Linked DNA regions of Capsicum annuum: region 1 is linked to region 2. The links are chromatin contacts, called in public Hi-C maps. All regions are on one chromosome and are shown on one strand. The core of a region is the stretch at or near the end of the contact, and the rest is flanking DNA. Distances in the headings are between cores, read along the strand shown.

Evidence for each region. A called contact is a pair of places that touch in the nucleus more often than the background predicts.
Region 1: a contact with region 2 is called in a Hi-C map of leaf, with 3 times the contacts expected there. The contact joins the promoter of LOC107858462 here to the enhancer-like site in region 2. A contact is called at or near these places in 2 of 5 Hi-C or Micro-C datasets (leaf and placenta).

Annotation. Positions count from the first base shown.
Region 1 is chr2:28,442,419-28,446,379 of UCD10Xv1.1, forward strand. LOC107858462 (E3 ubiquitin ligase BIG BROTHER-related) reads left to right here and starts at 1,818. Exons shown (of 7, transcript XM_016703124.2): 1 at 1,818-2,186. The coding sequence starts at 1,941.
Region 2 is chr2:28,196,662-28,201,210 of UCD10Xv1.1, forward strand. No RefSeq gene overlaps it. Among protein-coding and RNA genes, the nearest start is that of LOC107860885, 15 kb to the left of the region's middle. Within about 2 kb of position 3,025, at least 5 of the 5 cell types and tissues checked have an H3K27ac peak or open chromatin away from gene starts, as enhancers often do. A contact at or near this core is called in leaf, where this site is marked.

The DNA of each region.
Region 1 (3,961 bases), core at 568-3,067, 240 kb after region 2:
CATTTAAGTATTAAAAAATTAATAATATTTAATATTAAATTAACTTGACATCATATATGTGATTCTCTTAATCTTTTTCCACAAATCACTCTATAATATTAGAGTGAATGAGGGCAGCTTAGGGTCGTGTTGCTTGCCAATCGTTCAGCTGCTTGCTCCATGATTTTACTATATCATCCTTAATTAATTATTATATATTATTTATATATTAAAAAATTAATAGTATTTAATAAAAAATAAAATAGATATTTATAATATGTCTGCTTTAACTGCTTCAACTGTAATTTTATTATGTTACCCCTGATTAATTATTATAAATCATTTAAGTATTAGAAAATTATTATAAAGTCATTTAAGTATTAAAAAATTAATATATTTAATATTAAATTAACTTGATGTCATAAATGTGATTTACTTAATCTTTTTCCACAAATATTTTCTATAATAATTTTGTTATATCACTTTTAATTAGTTATTATAAGTTATTTAAGACATGTCTAATTCACTGCTTCAATCATGATTTTACTATATCACCCCCTAATTAATTATTATGGTTATCTAAACATTGTGTCATTTAAATAGAAATAGAAGAAAAAGTATTACAAATTATAATAATTTAAAAGTTAGATTATTTTAAAAATATAATTAACTATCAATGACACAAATTTTTGTACAAAAAGAGTAACATCTATTATTTGAAAATTACATAAAAAATATTATAAATTACAATAGTTAACAACATAAAATATCTAAAAAAATAAAAAATTTACTTTGTTATATATTTCAAAAAATTACTATAAATCATAATAATTAGTCAATCTGTCTGCTTTGACACAACTTCATTAGTCCTTTCCTTGCTTTTATTTTTTTCATCAATTTTAATCTGCTTGTCTTATTTTGTTTATCTGGTACATATTTCAAAAAAATATGATTTTTTTTTATAAATCATAATAATTAATAACTTAAAAAATTTAAAAGGTATAAAATATTTGACTGACTCTTGAAACTATATTAGTAACATTTAAATTGAAATAGAAGAAAGAGTATTATAAATCACAGTAATTAAAAACTTAAATTATTTTTTAAATGTAATAATGTCACAAAAGTTTGGAAAAGGAGAGTAGCATATTATTTGAAAAATATATAAAAAGTATTATAAAATTACAATATTTAACAGCTTAAAATATCTAAAAAAAAATTAATCTGTTATATATTAAAAAAAATACTATAAATCACAATAATTAACAATTTAAAAAGTTTAAAAGATCTAAAATATTTGGTTGACTCTCGAAATTATATCAGCGTTACTTAAATTGTAATAACTAAAAATATAATTTACTATGTCACAAAAATTTGAACAAAAGAGCGTAACATGTATTATTTGAAAAGTACATAAAAAATACTATAATTAGAGTAGTTAATAGCTTAAAATATCTTTAAAAAAATTTAATCTGTTATATATTTTTAAAAAATAAAAAAAGTACTATAATCTCAAAATAATTATCAATTTAATTTTTTTTACATATATAAAATATTTGGTTGACTTTTAGAATTATATCAGTATTACTTAAATAATAATAGAGAAGAGGTATTATAAATCTCAATAATAAAAATTTAAATTATTTAAAAAATATAACTGATTTTTAAAGTTACAAGAGTTTAAATAAAAAGAGTAATATGTATTATTTAAAAATTAATTAAAAATATTATAAATTATGACAGTTAAAAACTTAAAATAACTAAAGCATATTAAAATATAATTTATAATTGATTATCTAAATTTAATTAAAAAAAGTTAATTTATATTCTCTAATCACCCCCGCCCCACCCCACCCCCACTCCTCTCTCTCAACACAAACCCAAATCAAACCCACCATCGCTTTCCTCTAGGCTTCACACAGATTTCTTCTTCCGATTTCCCTCTCTCCAAATCCTTCGAAATGGAGAATTCAAAAAATAATAATGAAGCAGCAGCATCATCAGACAAAAGCACAACGAGGATTGATGACAACAGTCAGGAACGAGGAAACCCTGATGGGAATAGTAGTTCTAGTGTGCAAGTGAATGGAAACGGGGAATCGGATGTCGCTGTTGCTGTTGATAATCAAGGTTGCCGGAGAACTCCATTCACCGAACTTAGTCAGGTCGATGCTGATCTTGCTCTCGCCCGCACCTTGCAAGACCAGGTTTTCTTTTTCTCTTTTATATTATATGCTTTGCTTTATTTTAAATATTAGGAGGGCTTTTTCACATCTCAAGATTCAATTATTATAACCCTAATTCTAGATGAGCACTTTGTCTCTATAGTAGGTATCTTGGAAGCTGATATTACTTAGTACTCTCTATGTACCACCTAAAACTTTATTATCATAGCCTCAATAAAGTCTTGTGCGTATTTGATAAAGTAGGTGTATGAGAACTAACTGAAGTTACTTGGATTGTTAAAATGCTTTTAGCTTATTTTAGAAGAGGTTTCCATTCTTTTATTAGTTCAAAGTTCCACTTGGCTATATCCACCCCATCGCCTACTTACATTCTATTTTTACAGTATTTAAATTAGAAAACACAAGATTCAAGTTCGAATATTTTACAACACGACCCAAATAAGCCTCACTCATGGGTATCCGAGTAATTCTTCTCGTTGCTTTTACACAACTTCCTTCTTGTATTAACAAACCATTGCCCATTAATACAACACCAACATTATTTGATTCCAAATTCAGAACAATGCCTATTGTACCCTCTTCAAATTCGCTGTAATGGTGTATCTCTTATTTGTATTAACAACTACTCTAGGGAGAGTGTTTTTATGTTGTGCTAGTGATTTAATAACTATCTTTGTAGCCCCAGAATGTTTCAGTTCATGCTCCTACATATTATCGGGATATACCAAGAAATCTTTGAGGTAAAGATAATCTAAGTACTAGAAGCCCTCTCTAGAATAATGGCACCACACACTTGGTTGAATTAACTTAAAAATTGTATTTAAGAGTCAAATTTATAAAGCGGTGCTGGTTTAGCAGTTCACCATTTTGGTGAATGAGATAAGATGCTGCTGCTAATCAGGGTTATTTAGGTGATCAAGGTGACACACAGCTTATAGGCTCGTTGGGCTGAGTTAAGCCGATGAAAGTTATTCAGATGGGCAAATAAAATGAAGACAAAGACAGAGAAACAAAGGTCATCAAAAGAGAAAATGAGAGCTAGCAAATGGAGTATGGAAAGCCAAAAGAAAGAGGATCAAAACAAATAAAGAAATGTGAAAAAAGGAAAGGAAAAAATGACAAGAGTAAGAGGGAGGGGAATGTGAGCAGAGGAAAAGGGGAAAATAGAATATAGAAATAAGAGTAAGAGAGTTGATCCCTTTGCATGGATTGTAGAGTTGAATTTAGGCTATATGACAAGAGATCATATTGCAATAACAGGAATATTTCTTTGTAAACTCTGTTTTGGTTGCTAACTGAATTGTAGTTGGTTCTTCTAGGTATAACTAAGTAATCCACGTCCCATACAAAGAGGCGCAAGTAATTTTTAGACCAAATTCGGTCTGATGAAGCTTCTTTTATCCTCAGCAGTACTCTTCTAGTGGAACTATATAATAAGATTAGTTCCCTAACTTATTGATAAAAATTGAAGTAGTTTCAAGAAAAAAAAGAGAAGCATGTGGAAGCAAAAAATGAAGATTAAAGACACGAAAATAAAGATAGGCGAAATTCAAGAAAAGGAATTCCAAAACTTCAAAATTAATTGCTAAGTATCCCAATTGATTGTAGTAGACAAAATTAGTGGATTAAGGCGAATCATGTTTACTAGAAGAATCAATTCAGAACTTATGAGAGTGATTTAGACCCTTAAGCAAAGAATCAACTATACCTCTTAGAATAATACTTCTTGTAAGTTGAATTCCAACTAGCCAATAAACAAACATGTAAAGCAGAGGAATTCCAAATAATATTAATAA
Region 2 (4,549 bases), core at 1,775-4,274:
GCAGGTTTATCTTAGAGTGTGATTTTACTTCAGGGATATGAAGAGTTGCCAATGGTTTTAGGTTGCCTAACTTTTATTCTTTCTTTTATTCATTCGAGCCTGTAATAATCTATTCTACAAACATTGATACAAAGTGAAAATTATGGAGACTGCTTATGGGATGGGGAATTATGTGATTATGTGAATTATTTGGGCAAAATAATTTAGGATCAGTAATTAACTTATGCAGTCACTTAAAAATCATGTTTTTAGGATTACTAATTAACTTTTGGTCTAAAATTAATTTCAATATGTACGTTTAATTTTTGAATATCGTAGTTAGTTTTAATGTTCGGCGCATGCCTATTTTCAGCAATATAAGAATCAGTTTCAATACTTAAAAATAATTTTCAGCAAATAAGAAAAAATCTATTTCAGTTTATTAAATAATTTTTCAGCAATAAAAATCACTTTTTCAGAATATTAAAATGATTTTTCAGCATATTAGAATGAATTTTCAGCATATTAAAATGAATTTCCAGCATATATTTTGCATAATAAAACGAATGTTCAGCATGTTTATAACTTTCCAGCAATATTTTTGTTAATTTTCAGAAGTAATATATATTTTTAGCAATCAAAATCGAAAACTACAGCATGTTAATTATTTTTAGTATTTAAATATATTTTCTAGTATTCTAAAATTAATCCCTAGAGCTTTTACTAATTTACAACGTGTTTAATTATTTTAACATGCTTACTTGACTCTCGACATGCCTTCTAATTTAACAAATTTTCAACGTATTTTTTCAGAGTGAATTGATAATTTTCTCTTATCCTAATTGCCAAAAATTTATCACGTAGGTATCATGCCTATAAGTTTAATCATATAAATGAATAATTGTTTGTTTTGGCATGCTAATCACCTAATTCATCCTTAACTAATTAAGAGGCTTGTTTGAAATCATTATGTGCTACGTATTTGTCCAGTGTGTTTTGATTGGTACGAACTTTGAGTTTAATTAGGAAGTCTAGTTTTGTTTGTCTAGACCCTAAATTCAAATAGAAAAAGTCCAATGCCTCTTAGATATTAAGTTGGGACGCATAGACATTGTAGGACAAGCTAGTTTTTGTCATTCTTAGAACCTTTTTAAGTCTAATAATCAAATTAGGTGGGGGTGGGTAGACTTTTAAAAATGATGCAAGTTATCTCGAGCATAATACGATAATGCGACATACGATATTGTCTCTCATTAATAAGCTGGGTGCTGATCTGAATAATAAATTTTTGTCCAATCTTTGAATTCATTTATTTACTTTGATTGTTTTAATTGTTTGGGGTAGTTTACGTTTGCTTATTTAATAAATCTTGCTATATAAATTGTGTCACTTCTGTCTTCTTGCTTATTTAACGTATATCTTTTTGTTCGTTTTGTCACTTAATTTGTAATTTAAATATAACCAAGTTGTATGTCTTGTTCATTTATTACGTTATTACTTAGCAATATTAAGTTTATAAAATAAGTGACCTTTGTTTATCACGTAGAATTTTCACGTAAAATACGAATTCGATCGGAAACCACATTTGTGAATTTCGAAAGGTACCTAACACCTTTTTTTAAGGTAATTTGAAATCTTACCTGATTTCTGGTGATGTAGAAAAATTAACTGGTTCGTAATTAATCTAGAATGATGCTCTAACGTACCTTAATTTGTTAGATGACGACTTTTCACTATTTAAATAATCTCAAAAAGAGTTGTTACATCAAATTTTGCTTTTCACGAGAAAAATAAGGCACGACAATGCATACCACATGATTTTTACAAGTTGAGATCCTGATTATGGAAGCTTTATATTTAGAAATCTTTTGGAGCACACAAAAAAATGGTGCTTTGTCTGGTGAACTACAATGCCATCATGCATGTAAATGAAAGGGGTTTAGAAATTAGTTGTAGTAGACCAGTAGATGACACTACCCCTCTTAAGTAATTCTAAGATTCTAGATAATTTTCTCTAAAGTGTTATTAATGACACTAAATACAACAACACCCATTTGCTTAAATGTGTTGTGAATCCTATTATAATAGAAGTAGTTGTGGTACTATTATTTTGTATTCAAATATATCAAAGTAATTTGTCATGACATTTGATCATATGGTTCAGTAAGTCTCATTTCACCTTCCACACATAAAATAGGGCATGATAATTTTCCTCTAAAGTAGAGATGAATAAGCAAATTTTGGCTTGACTTCACAAACTTTAAAGAAAGAAAGTCACTTATGGTGCAATCCTTAGAAAGAATATCAGACACATATATTTATTCATAAAAGAAAGATGCACACTTTGACATGATTTCACAACAAGAAGTACAAAAATATTAATATATTAGTATTGATCGTCGAGTATAGATGAGGTAGGTGTTGTGGGTTAGTGATTATTGACACCTAATTTTTGCCCCCACGGCTAAGTTAATTTTCAGTATTCTTGGATTTTAAATAATATTGCAACATTTATTTTATCCGAATAAAAGCTTCTCAAGGTATTTATCTAAATAATTTTGACATTTTAAGTGAAAATTAAATATATATTTTTATTCGGATATACGAAACCATATGATTTTGGTACTTAAATAATTGTTTTACGAAAAATTGAATTTTAAATCAAGGGTTATCTTAAAAATTTATTCAAATGGTTAAAATCTTGATTTGAATATAATTTAGTCTCAAAAATAATTTATTTGAAAAAATATTTATTTGATTTTAATGAATCAAGAAGTTCGGGATTGAGTTGGTCGTTAGTTTATTTCAAATATTATTTTAATTTAGTCAATTTATTAAATTGAACCTTAGTTGAAATTAATTCAGCCGTAATTGCAATGCAATTGATCAATTGAATTTTAATTAGGTTAACATTTAATACAATTGTCTAATTTTTTCATTTATCGACTATTTGTTAAATAGCCAAAATCCCTAAATCCCATTCCCCATTCTAGCCTGAACAATGCAAATCAGCTGCCTAAGCCCAAAATATCAACCTGACTCGGCCCATTTTACTGAGTTTTTCAAACAACAAAACAACAACAATGTTCAACGACAACAATAGCTTCATCAACAGCGTACAAACGGCAAAACCCGACCAACTTCAACACCAACAACCGTATCAACAACGTACAATACGCAATTCTCCGCAAAAGCCACAACAAACGATGTCCCTCCCCCTCCCCCCCAAAAAACCAGTCGCGTCTATTTTTAGCTCCTCCGGCCTGTGAAATCGATAATGGCAAAACAATAGTCCAAAATCGGTGATACAATGGAAAATTAATCTGAAATTCGTCATTAATTCGAGATGTAGAAGAAATTCCTTTTGAGTTCGAATTCAAACTCCATTCACATGTTTTTGCAAAATTCTTATTTCATATCCAGATTTTTAAATCTGGATTCCATCAATAAATAAGGCCCTTCCCTCACCATAAAAAGGAGGATTTTTGGTGGAAAACTTAGAGATTTTGGAGCACTCTTCTAATCTCACGTAACCAATTTTTTTTTTGAAATCATTTAAAATTCTGGCAGAAGTTGAGTTGAATCTTGATTTCGAAGTCGATTTTGTCGTCCCAGTTCTTGCACCAAAAAAAGGTAAAACCCTCTTTTTATGTCGAGACTTTTTCCTTATTGAATGTCTACAAGTCTCGTTTCTTCTTTGTTTTTTAAGTTGTTTTCTTGAGATTTTGTTTGAGGTTAGATTTTCTGGTTTGATTGGTTCGATACTTAGTCGTGTTAAGGGTGGAAATTTATCAGCTCGTAGTAGTAAGCTTTGTGCTTAGACAAATGACCTTGCACATCGTTTATCTTTTTGAATCAATGATGTAAAAAATGTTTGTCTTGCGGTTATGCAGCCTGTCAAAGATGTTGTGTAGTCACTTTAGGTGTTTTTGTGTGTTTAGTTGCTTTTTCTAGTGCTTATAATTTCATGAAAAAGCTAACTGTTGGTTCAAGATAGTGAAATCATGTGTTTTGAATTGTGCAATACTAGGCCTCACATGCCTTTCTTATCTTATTTTTGTTTAAACTGAGCTATGCACTACATGGATATGTGTTTAGGGGTCTGTCCGCGTGGAAGGCTAAAACACTAAATGATGTAGTTGGTTTTCTTTAGTGGGTCTTAAGGCTTCAATTGGCAGAGCATTTGTTTCCCTAGTGTTTGGATCATGATCTACTAAGTTGGCTCGAGTAAGCAAGAAAGGAAAATATTTGAAGTCTTCTAAAAAAATGATATTGTTAGTGTACTTGAAATTCACGTGCCTGCTACGGATGATCTTGTTGAGTTTCAAATTTAAAATTCGTTAGGTTGTTTATAAAGTTAGTATGATTTGTGTCGGTAGATGTATAGATCATTAGCCTTTATTTAACACTTTGTTGGAAGGCTTCTTGATTAAAATAATAATCCATGTATATGTTATTATGTACCAATTGGACTCTCTGATTTCTTAAAAAATGAATATGTGATCATGGAATATTCTAAGAATTATGCATGAAGCGATATAATACTTGATCTACTTCTTGATACTAATCT